Regions from separate parts of the Muntiacus reevesi genome. Here region 2 is linked to region 1. The links are chromatin contacts, called in public Hi-C maps. All regions are on one chromosome and are shown on one strand. Each heading gives the region's core, a stretch centred on a gene start, on an enhancer-like site or on the middle of the called end of the contact. The rest is flanking DNA. Distances are from core to core; before and after follow the strand shown. Region 1 holds the start of PWWP2A (PWWP domain containing 2A). Region 2 holds the start of SLU7 (SLU7 homolog, splicing factor).

Evidence for each region. A called contact is a pair of places that touch in the nucleus more often than the background predicts.
Region 2: a contact with region 1 is called in a Hi-C map of muscle, with 5 times the contacts expected there. The contact joins the promoter of SLU7 here to the promoter of PWWP2A in region 1. A contact is called at or near these places in 2 of 3 Hi-C or Micro-C datasets (blood and muscle).

Annotation. Positions count from the first base shown.
Region 1 is chr1:248,891,314-248,897,596 of mMunRee1.1, reverse strand. PWWP2A (PWWP domain containing 2A) reads left to right here and starts at 2,288. Exons shown (of 4, transcript XM_065919021.1): 1 at 2,288-2,942. The coding sequence starts at 2,368.
Region 2 is chr1:249,194,580-249,200,394 of mMunRee1.1, reverse strand. It overlaps SLU7 (SLU7 homolog, splicing factor), which reads left to right and starts at 2,541. Exons shown (of 16, transcript XM_065919036.1): 1 at 2,541-2,653; 2 at 5,494-5,677. The coding sequence starts at 5,508.

The DNA of each region.
Region 1 (6,283 bases), core at 1,039-3,538:
TGTTTAACTGATTATTTTGAAATATAGAAAAGCAATCATAGTAAAAAACTCTGTAAGGTGGGATCCATGACTATTTCCTGCAAAAGATCTAGCCTGCAGGAGACAGATTATTTGTTCAATGAATGAGTGAAACAATCATGCTCTTGGAAGGGCCTGAGTTCTCTAGGATCTGTTGCTAGCCATCTGTGTGATGGCTAAGAAGACCTGTAACCTGACTAGGGATCGGTTTCCTCACCTGTAGAACAGGGAGAAGGTTTAACTCACAGGGTTTTAAATGAGAGCTTATGGGGAAAATCTCTGGTACAGAGTGGATCAGTACATTTATTTCCTTCTGTTACTTTGGAGATGCTGAACCTGCCCTGACTGGGATTTCCTACTTGCCTTTCCCAAGAGCTCTAGGGCCTTAAATAGGGCATATGGCAATATTTCTTTCCCATTTTCAGTGCTTTCAATGTAAAACTGCAGGTTTTTTTAAAAATTGAAATATAGTTGGTTGATATATATATTAATTTTAGGTGTATAGTAAAGTGATTCACTCATATATTCTTTATCAGGTTATTTTCCATTATAGGTTATTATAAACTATTGACTATAGTTTTCTGTGCTATATAGTAGGTCCTTGTTGTTTATTTTATATATAGTAGTGTGTATTTATTAATCCCAAACTCCTAATGTATCTACCCCCCAGCCCCCCTCCAAGAAACACACAAAGCCTTCGAATTCTGACTCTGCAATTTACTATCTGAGCGACCTTGGGCACCCTTTTTGTGCCTCAGTTTCTTTATTTGTAAAACAGGTATAATAACAGTTGGGCTTCCCTGGTGGTACGGTGGTAAAGAATCTGCCTGCAATGCAGGAGATGTGGCAGGAGCCATGGTTCCATCCCTGGGTTGGGAAGCTCCCCTGCAGGAAATGGCAACCCATTCCAGTATTCTTGCCTGGGAAATCCTATGGACAGAGGAGCCTGGTGCACTTACATGGGGTGGAAAGAGAGTTGGATACAACTTAGCAACTAAACAACATTAACAGTATCTGCCTTATAGGAGTATTTTAAGGATTACATGAGGTGTTATACTAAGTGCTTGTACTAGTGCCTGGCACATAGGTGATGCTTAGTAAGTATTGGATGTGATGAGTCTTTAGGATTCCCTTTTTCACTCCTAATTTTGGTAACCTTTCTCCCTTTCCTCCTGTAGGCATTCTCAGTGCCTACCATCTCTTCTGGAGAAAAGGCTCACTCTGAGGTACACTTGGAGAGAAATGGGTTCAGTAGAGTCTTCCAAACAAACCAATCAAGAAACTTAAAGTGGCAATAGACAAGTAGAGGCATTAGGACACTGAAGAGAGGGGCCTTTTGCACCTGTAGCATACACGAGGCAACGATAAAGGCTGAAGCAAGAAACCAGGTGCGACCACTTTCCAGTGAATTTGGGTTGAAAAACTGCTGTTCATGTGGAAGTCCAGCAGTGCCTCAGAACTAGTCTCTGAAACATTCATCAGCTTAATCCAGTGTGCCGAGTATTCTTCCTGTTTTCATTAGCATTTTCCTACTTTGAAAAAAGTAGGTGCATTGTTCCTAGAAAGTGGAGAGTACTCAAAGAGACACTGCTTGTGTGGGAGCTGAAGCGGCTGCCATGAGGTTATGGAGAATGTCTTTCACATCTATCCCTAGCATTAGCACAGTGCCTAGCATAGTAGGAGCTCAAAAAGTGTTTGTAGAATTATCTTCAAACTTTAGTTGTCCTTCCCAAAGAAGCTTCTCTTGCCCACACGCGGCCGCAAGCAGGTCCGCTCCTAGAAATAACATTTATTCTAAGGACCTCTGCGCAGAGATTCTTGGGAAGCGGTTCCCCTCCCTCATCACCTCGTTACTCCTCCCCTCTGTAGCCTTTGAAAGAACAGGCACGCCACGTGATTCCCTCCTTTATCCCACCTCCGAAAAAAACCTGGTTGATAATGGGCAGGAGCGTAGGCCAACCATAAGACTCTACTTTCTCTTCCATCCAATAGAAAGAGGCGATAGGTACAAGGCTCGGCTTTTGTGACTTCCCCCGCCCCCTTTGAGCCCGCCCCCCCACTTCTCCTCTAAGATTCGACATTTGACAACTCGTCTGGCCAATGAGAAGTTCCTACTCTGCATGAGAAGGCTGGACCGATTGAATGATAGACGTCCCCACCTGACCAATGAAATGTCACAAGTGCGGGAGGGGTGTAGGACAGGACCAATGGCGCGGTGCCAATAACGAGCATCGGGTAAGGGCGGGACAAAACTGTTTGCTGGAGGGAGGGGAAGGCCTAGGGAACCAAGCAGCGCTGCCGCCGCCGCCGCTACAACCCGAGTTGGAGGAGGGAGAAGCCAGGAAGAAAATGGCGGCCGTGGCTGCAGAGGCGGCAGCGACTGCAGCGTCCCCCGGGGAGGGGGGCGCCGGCGAGGCCGAGCCGGAGATGGAGCCCATCCCCGGCAGCGAGGCCGGCACTGACCCCCTCCCGGTCACGGCCACTGAAGCATCTGTGCCGGACGGCGAGGCTGACGGGCAGCAGTCCTCTCCTCAGGCCGACGAACCGCCGCCGCCACCGCCGCCGGGGGAGCTCGCCCGCAGCCCGGAGGCGGCGGGGCTGGAGCTGGAGCCTGAGGAGAAGCTGCCCGCTCGAGTAGTGGAGCCGGCGACAGCCGCGCCTCAGGAAGGGCCCAGCTTGCCACCTTCTCCTGCACCGCCGCCGGAGGAGCCCCCGGCTCCCGAGGAGCGCCAGGAACCGCCGCTGCCCCAGCCAGCAGCTCCGGCTCTCGTGCCGCCGGCAGGCGGGGACTCCGCGGTGTCGCAACTGATCCCCGGCTCGGAGGTGCGGGTCACGCTGGACCACATCATTGAGGACGCGCTCGTCGTGTCGTTCCGCCTCGGGGAGAAGCTCTTCTCCGGGGTCCTCATGGATTTGTCCAAAAGGTACCGTGCCCGCCCCCAGCAGCCCCCCGGGACGTCCCGGCCCGCTCGGTCCCGGGGGAGGGAGCGAGCCCGGGCTGCCCCTCTACACCGGGCTCCCGCCTCTCAGGCGCCCCGCCGCCTGCGCCGCCCTCGGGTACCGCGCGGCGCGTGGCGCGCGCTCTGAGTGGGGCCGGCGCGCGGGGCCGCGAAGGGCCGATCCCTACCCCAGGTGGGCGCCTGGAGGCAGGTGTGCCGCCAGGTGGGAGGCGCGAGTGCTTGAGGGGCTCCCGGGTCTCACCCCCCATCCCGCCCCCAGTCCCAGCCTTCTTTCACGCCTGACACTGGCTCACCCACACCGAGTCGGGTGGGTTAATGCAAAACGCAGAAGGATTTTCGCAGAGTACGGGGTACAGGGTGGGGGACATTGCTGCGTTCTGAAATTAACCTTTAATGAGGTTGGAGAAAGGGGTGTGTGCATTGGGGTTCCGGAAAGGTTAACTGTCACTCCTTATAAAGGGAAGAGCATTTATTCAAAATGAGCCATTTGATTGTTATTCTTAATGTTAGAACTCATTCCCCCTATATAACTGTTCAATACGGAAGCACATTGGGTAATTATGATAAATTTTAAGAGAAGTTTAAAGAAGAGATGGGATTTTCGTTATTGTTTAACTTTTAATATCAAGATGATGTGGTATAAAAGTGTTCAAACACTAACTTCTAAAACTGTGGATACAATTTGAATGGTTGAGTTCCCCATAAACCTCTTTAGCACATTTTCATTTTTTACATTAAGTTGTTTTGGGGCTTTGGTTTAGACAGGTGAAGATACTGTGTTCTGAGTCTAGAATTAAGTTAACCTTTTTATTCTCTTCTTTTGCAGATATGAAGTGCAGAGACTCCCATTCATAGCTCTCCATTCTGTTTCCTGCAACAGCACACACTCTGATGGTATCTCACCTGTTTAGATATGGCTTATTTTAGTGTGTTTTACTTTTAACTGCTTGCCCTCCCATCAAGACACAAGAATCGTCCTCGTTTGGGGAAGAAATACATAATAGAAGTATGGGAAAAGATGGGAGCCTTTACCATTACTGCAAACACTTCTCAAAAATTTTTTTAGTTTTCAATTTATAAAGAATTTTGAGTTAGAACTTTTGCACTTTTGTTTTCATAAAACAGAAAGCAGAATAAGACCAGTGTGCTTTCTACTGATGTATTTATTAGCAAGACAGAATGTACGGTCAGCAGTGTGTATGCTATTGAATCAAACAGAAGTGAAGGGCAGTGATTGTGTGAGAATCTGGATTTCAAATCTGCAAAAGGAAGGTCCAAAAAGGTAAGTTGTGTCTGGAAATGGAATCCATAGTGCTTTCCTGTTTTGAGGTGCTCATTGTCCAGGTGTTTTGTTTATTTTTTAAAATTTTCTTTCATAGGAAATTGCAGTTCTATTTTACCTACAGTACTTCTAATGAACAGCAGCTTCTTTTGTAGCTCTTGTTATGAACCTTTTACATTTTAATGTTTTGAAATGAAAAGATCCTGTCATTAAAGTATTTTTTAAAAAGCCATTAAGGGAACTATATTAGCTTTTCATTCCACAAATATTTATTGAACACATTTATGTAAGGCACCCTTCTACCTATTCTGAATACTATATGTATGAGACACAATCTGACCCTCCTGGAGGCTTACATGGGAGGCATACACATTATGGAAGTGGTGAGGAAATAAGACAGTTTTTAAAATGTAGCTCTTCGAGGGATTATTGGATCAGTGATTAATTAGTTGAATATCCTTTCATAATATAATTTGGAAAAATAGATCTGCCAATGTTATTTTGTAATCTATGCTTACTTTGATTGCATACTTTTATGCAGTTTTGGGGTTAAGTGATGATCCAGGAGAGAAATCTTTACAGATTTTACCAAGACTGTGAGTATAGTCATCAGTTGCTTTAAAAATAAGTTTTTGTATCAGAAATTCCCTCGCTGTCCAGTGGGTGGGATTCTGCAGTCTCACTGCCTAGACCTGGGTTCCATCCTTGGTCTGGGAACTAGGATCGCACAAGGCCACATGACCAAAAGAGAAATAAAAATAAGTTGTTTCCTATTTGGCCATTGAGCGAAACCTTTAGGTAGAGATAACACCAGCTTCCTCTATATGGGAAAAGAATATGAAAAAAAAAAATAGACATGTGTATGTATAACTAAATCACTTTGCTCTACACCTGAAATGAACATGACACTGCAAATCAACTGTACTCCAATGTAAAAATTAAGACAGGCGCTTCCCTGTTTTGTTTTTTTTTTTGAGTACCTGTTAAGTAACAGACTTTGAACCTCATGCTTTAATCTTCGTAATTCTGGGGGTATTTTTCATTTATATGGGAGGAAATTCCGTCAATTTGGCCAGTTATTTAGCTTGTAAATGGCAAAGATTCAGATATAGTTGATCTGATTCTAAAGCCTGTGCATTTTCTAATTTCATATTAGAAAGGCAGTTGGGCTGGCAAATTTCCTGTTAAGTAGTAAGTAAAGAAGTGCATGTTTCTGAAATATATGCTTATCCTTCTGCTAATAGCTATATGGGATAATACAGAGGTTGTGTATGTTGGAACCAGGCAGATATTTTTAGTCAGCTCATAGCCATAGGAACCTGCTCTGGAGATTCCCCATTTTCATAGTTGTATGCTGGAACATAGTAAGCTCTGAGGCCTTGGTTCTTGCCTCTTCAGTGAGATATCAGAAAATAATTAACATTTGGGAGGCTACTAGGTGCATCATTGTACATGTGGTTTTCTTCCAATGGGCCAGTTAACGCTTCTGTTAATTTTTTTATTCTGACATGTGTGGCACAGAAATGTCTAAAAGAGATTGTTGGAAGAGTTGTTCATGTAGAAAGAGTTGTTCATGTCTGACCCTAGAGTACAGGATTTTATATATGTGTGGATTGATCAAGAGTCTGCTTTTTGTAAGCATTTGTTTGACATTCTTTACCTTCCTGTCATTGAATTATTTTTTGCTTTATTTTTAGAGTTATTTGATTGAAGAAGACATTTTTGAAGAGAATCTTTGTGGAAAAGGAGCAGGACACATGTAATTAAAAAAAAACCTAAAGAAAAGAAAGTGGTGCTGAATGGTACATTGATCTGGACAGAGTTTCAGGGTACATGGGTGCTGACTTCTAGCATCTGCCTCTCCAGTTAACACCTTGACTTGGAGCAAATCTCTTTGCCTGTCTGGGATTCAGTCTCTAGTCTTTATGAGGCTAATTCATTTTGACTTAAGGCAATTCACTTTACACACAAACTTTACACCTCAGTTTATAGACCTAAATAGGGTGACCAAGTGGTCTGGTTT
Region 2 (5,815 bases), core at 1,292-3,791, 300 kb before region 1:
GTCCCTTCTTCCCTGGCATTTCAGGGCCAAAACATTGAATGACTCATTCATTCAATAAATATTTATTAAACGTTAGTCACTGTGCTAGACATCAAGAAGAAAAGAGGGGGAGAAAGTGTGTATGTTTTTACTCTTTCCATATCCTCTTTTATCCCTAGTTTACTAGTTCAGTTCAGTCACTGAGCCGTGTCCGACCCTTTGCGACCCCATGGACTGCAGTATGCCAGGTTTCCCTATCACCAACGCCCAGAGCTTGCTCAAACTCATGTCCATTGAGTCAGTGATGCCATCCAACCATCTGTCAAACACTTCTCCTCCTGCCTTCAACCTTTCCCAGCATCAGGATCTTTTTCAGTGAGTCAGTTCTTCGAATCAGGTGGCCAAATACTGGAGCTTCAGCTTCAGCATCAGTCTTTCCAATGAATATTCAGGACTGATTTCCTTTAGGATGGACTGGTTTGATCTCCTTGCTGTCCAAGGGACTCTCAAGAGTCTTCTCCAACACCACAGTTCAAAAGCATCAGTTCTTCAGCACTCAGCTTTGTTTATGGTCCAACTCTCACATCCATACATGACTACTGGAAAAACCATAGCTTTGACTAGACAGACCTTTGTAACCCTCCCATTATTTCCTCCCTATATCTCCTTCTAAGTGCCTCAGCTCTGAATTACATCATTAGCACACAAAAATATTCATATTGAAACCAAGTCTGCACAACACTGTCAAAAAATTTCAATCAAGTAAATTTGAAGATCTAATTGGTTTTATTAAATGACTCAAGAATCAGAAGGCCTCCCACTGAGCAATCAGAAGGGTGCTCCAAGGGGTTGTACAAACAGAAGTTTTTAGAGGAAAAACGGTGGGGCATGGGAGCTATTAGTAAAATTTAAAAAAAAGGATTATTTATAGGCCAGAATCTCCTTGGAGGGAAGAAAAGAAGGAACAGCAAGGTTTTCACAGCTAATTGCCTCTTCTTCCACTGAGAGGCAGGGTGGGGGTGAGGAGATAATGGAAAGGGGCCATGTGCCAGATTACTTCTTCAGTAATGACCAGGAAATTCCCAACTGGTTCATTGGATTACATTTCTGGTGATTGAATTTTGAAGTTGTGATTAAGTTAGTTATTAAATATAAATTTTGTATCAAGGGCTTTAGCACAAGTGAAGCCATTTTGGGCCTGTGGCTTTTCTCTTTAACAGCACCTACAGCTTCCAAGTGGGAATTTTTTATCTCCTGAGGTTTTTGGATGCAAAGTTTCTGTCTCCCTAGGTTAAGTCTGCCCTCCTACAACAGGAAGCACTGTTTCCCAAGGTAACTGTAAAATGCCACAACCAATACTTCTGTTTTCTTACTAATGATGCCCCAAACTCACTTTGCTCTGCCCTGGACTGTTACTGGAGATATCCAATTGCTAAACTACCCTCACCTCACAACCGCACCAAGATCCTAATTGATCCCAGTTTATCAAACAGCCTGATTCCTGCTTCCTCAGACCCTCCTCAGAATACTCCAGGAGGGAATCTGAACCTTACAAAAAGTTCTTCCCTCTTGTCCAGCACGTTCCATAATTCCACTGGGAGATGTGTTCCCTGACTTGTGCCTGGTAGTTTTAACTAAACGGACATTAACACTTTCAAACAAATTTCAGGAATTGTATTAAAGAGATACAAATTAAGTATGAGTGATTGATAGACTACTCACTTTCAGACTATTTTCTGACAACTTCCATTCCTTCAACTTTTGCCCTGTAAAATCAAAATGAATATTTACATTCCTATGCTCTATGCACTAAAATTTCTTAATAAGAGTATGATGAGATTCTTTTAGAGGCAAGGATGTCATTTTGACATCTGAAAGGAGCACATATTGTTTTGAAAAATAAAACATTACCAAAACCGATAGGATTTAAAGGGGGGAGGGAGGAAACTGTACTCCAAAATTATTATTTTCCAGTATTTTATTTCCTATTCTTCTTTAAAGGAAGGTTGAGCTATCTATGACATTGTTTTTCCACAATGGAAATCGTTTTACAGTATTTTTTTCCTAATGGTAAAATACAGTATCAACATCAGGGGTGAGGTGTCACAATTGCTGAATTGCCCTATGTCTTCAAAGTACCTAGTACACCCTTCATAGCGGCTTTCTAGAACTGTAAATTACTTAAATAATTCAGTATTTCTCACTCTATATGATGTAAATTCGAGAAGAGGAAGACAATTTTGTGTTTACCTTGTCCCTAACGTGTTACACTACCTGGCTACTAATTAATACTGATTTTAACTGTTTTAACTTCACGCACCTCGTAGCGCTCTAGCGATGCTTACGCTATTGTCTGTTCTCCGTATGAAATTTGTTTTGTTTTATTTTACGTCGTAATACTCGTCGAGTCTAAGAGTTGAAAACTACGGAGCAGAAAAGCACCTCCTCAAACCTAACCCATTCTACTGACCTACTGTAGAGCTAAAGAAAAAGCTCGAGATCTCGCGAGACCAGTTTCGCTTTGGCCCCCCGCCCTGAGGCCCAAGTGCGCATGTGTGGGTCGCCCGGAAAGTGCTGCAGTGGCTGCCGGGAGAGAGAGGAAGTCAGGAAGTAAACATTGGCGATCGTCTTCATTCTTGTCGAACTGTACCAGGGTCAGCAGCGTTGGGACCGGGTAAGGAAATCTTGTGAGAACTTGGAACGAGGAGGAGAGTGAAGGTGGAGAACTCGGGGAAGAGGGCCAGAGGCTCCTAATTCTTAGGAATATCCTCACGGGATTGATGAACGCCCGGTTGAGAAGGGAACGGGGACCGAGAACCAAGGAAGCAGCTGTCCTAGGCCTCAGTAGTGGTATTTGTGCCCAGTCAGACCAGGACTGTGTCTTTAGTGGTTTTTAAAGTAAGAATTAAAAAAAAAAAAATTAAAAAGAAAAAGTAAGAATTATAAGGTGCTGTTGGAGCTGAACTGTGCTTGTAGTTCTTAAGCGCTTGAAATGTTGACCAATCTAAATAGATGTAAAATCCGTATCAGATTTTAAAGAATTGATTTATTTTTTCCTGTGTTGAAATGAAAATGTGTTGGTAATTAGGCAAAATATTGCAAAAAACGAATTTTATCTGTTTCCTTTTGCTTTTTTAATATGCTTACGGAATATTTAAAATGACATATAGGTCTGGTGGTATATTTCTCTTGGACAGCGTTTCATTTGAGGGTTTTCAGCTTGGGTAGTGGGACATGATATGACCAAATCTGTGTTTGAAAAAATAACACTGCAGTGTGGTGAACTGATTGGCAGAAAGCAGAAGAGACTAGTAGGGAAAAGTAATACACTCAGGTTATTGATAGAAGTAGATGAATTCGAGTGATATTCAGAAAATGAAAATAACAGTACTTCATGATGAAATAGGTATGGGAATTAGCTGGAACACTTCTGAAAAGGAATGGATAGTGGTATCTTTCATCAAGAGAGGGAACAGTGGAAGAAGATTAGATTTCATAGAGAAGATTATGAATTTGAATTAAGACTAGTTGAGTTCAGATTTCTTTGAGACATCTAAGTGGAGGTACTTTGAAGTAAGCAATTGGACTGTGTTTATCTGAAGCTCAGAAAAAAGATCTGAAGTAGAGAAATAAATTGGAGAGCCAGCAGTTGTATATCGTGGCTATTGAAACCTTGGAAATAGATGAACTTGTCCTCTGGTGGAGTTTAAAGTGATGAAGGAAGCCTAGAATTGAGCCTTGAGGAGTCCAAAACTAAGTAACTGGGCAGAAGTGGAAGAACTTACGAAGGATACAGGAGGAGCAGTGATAGGGGTACAAAAAAACCCATGGGAATATGATGTCATATCAGCCAAAGGATAAGAATATATCAAAAGAAAAGGGGGAGAAATAGAACTGAACAATGTCCAGAGGACTTACCACATTGCTAACTTAGAGGTATCTTTGGAGCGGGAAGGGGAATGATTGAGAAGGGCAGCAGATAATGTGGAAATAGAGATAATGAATATAGGTGATCTTAAATCATCCGGTTTTTAAGAGGAACAGAGATAGGACCCTGTGTACTCATTAAGGATTAATGTGGTAGAAAAGTTTGAGACACATACGTAGAGAGGAAATCAGGAATATATATATGAAAGAATGAGTCTCATGAAATTTTAAATGCATGTGCATGTCTCTCCACTTAACCAATAGAGTTGAAAGCACAGCTGCAACAGTATATAAAGATTTTAGTGGAGTAGAAAGAGACCTTTCCCTTACAGATGCTTTGAAAGAAAAAGAACATATGATACATTATATATAACCCACAGTATGTGTTATTAGGGTGTACTTTTTTTTTATCATATCATTTTATTTATTGATTCATTTATTTTTATTAGTTGGAGGCTAATTACTTTACAATATTGTAGTGGTTTTTGTCATACATTGACATGAATCAGCCATGGATTTACATGTATTCCTCATCCAGATCCCCCCTCCCACCTCCCTCTCCACCAGATTCCTCTGGGTCTTCCCAGTGTTCCAGGCCCGAGCACTTGTCTCATGCATCCAGCCTGGGCTGGTGATCTGTTTCACCCTAGATAATATACATGTTTCGATGCTGTTCTCTCGAAACATCCCACCCTCGCCTTCTCCCACAGAGTCCAAAATTCTGTTCTGTACATCTGTGGCTCTTTTTCTGTTTTGCATATAGGGTTATCGTTAACCATCTTTCTAAATTCCATATATGTGCATTAGTATATTGTATTGGTCTTTATCTTTCTGGCTTACTTCACTCTGTATAATGGGCTCCAGTTTCATCCATCTCATTAGAACTGATTCAAATGAATTCTTTTTAACAGCTGAGTCATATTCCATGGTGTATATGTACCACAGCTTCCTTATCCATTCGTCTGCTGATGGACATCTAGGTTGCTTCCAAGTCCTGGCTATTATAAATAGTTCCTCAATGAACATTGGGGTGCACATGTCTCTTTCAGATCTGGTTTCCTCAGTGTGTATGCCCAGAAGTGAGATTGCTGGGTCATATGGAAGTTCTAATTCCAGTTTTTTAAGAAATCTCCACACTGTTCTCCATAGCGGCTGTACTAGTTTGCATTCCCACCAACAGTGTAAGAGGGTTCCCTTTTCTTCACACCCTCTCCAGCATTTATGGCTTTTAGACTTTTGGATAGCAGCCATCCTGACTGGTGTGTAATGGTACCTCATTGTGGTTTTGATTTGCATTTCTCTGATAATGAGTGATGTTGAGCATCTTTTCATGTGTTTGTTAGCCATCTGTATGTCTTCTTTGGAGAAATGTCTGTTTAGTTCTTTGGCCCATTTTTTGATTGGGTCATTTATTTTTCTGGAATTGAGCTTCAGGAGTTGCTTGTATATTTTTGAGATTAATCCTTTGTCTGTTGCTTCGTTTGCTATTATTTTCTCCCAATCTGTAGGGTGTACTTTTGATAGTTTCTCTGGTGAATTCAGGAAGGCCTAGTTTATTCTAATAGATATTTTTTCCTTTTCATGCAGGAGGCCAGATAACCATGTCAGCTGCAGCTGTGGATGCAGCTAATGCAGCCCCCTTGTCGGGGTCCAAAGAAATGAGTTTGGAGGAACCAAAGAAGATGACTAGAGAGGACTGGAGAAAGAAGAAGGAGCTTGAAGAACAGCGAAAATTGGGTAATGCCCCTGCAGAAGTTGATGAAGAAGGAAAGTGAGTACTTAAATTTTTTTGCAAGATCTGTTCATTCAGAATTCAAATTCATGTCTACTTAGTCTACCTATTTCTCATCCTTTGCTTTGACCAGAAACCATCTTTACCATTTCCATCATTTTTGTTTTCATTTATTGT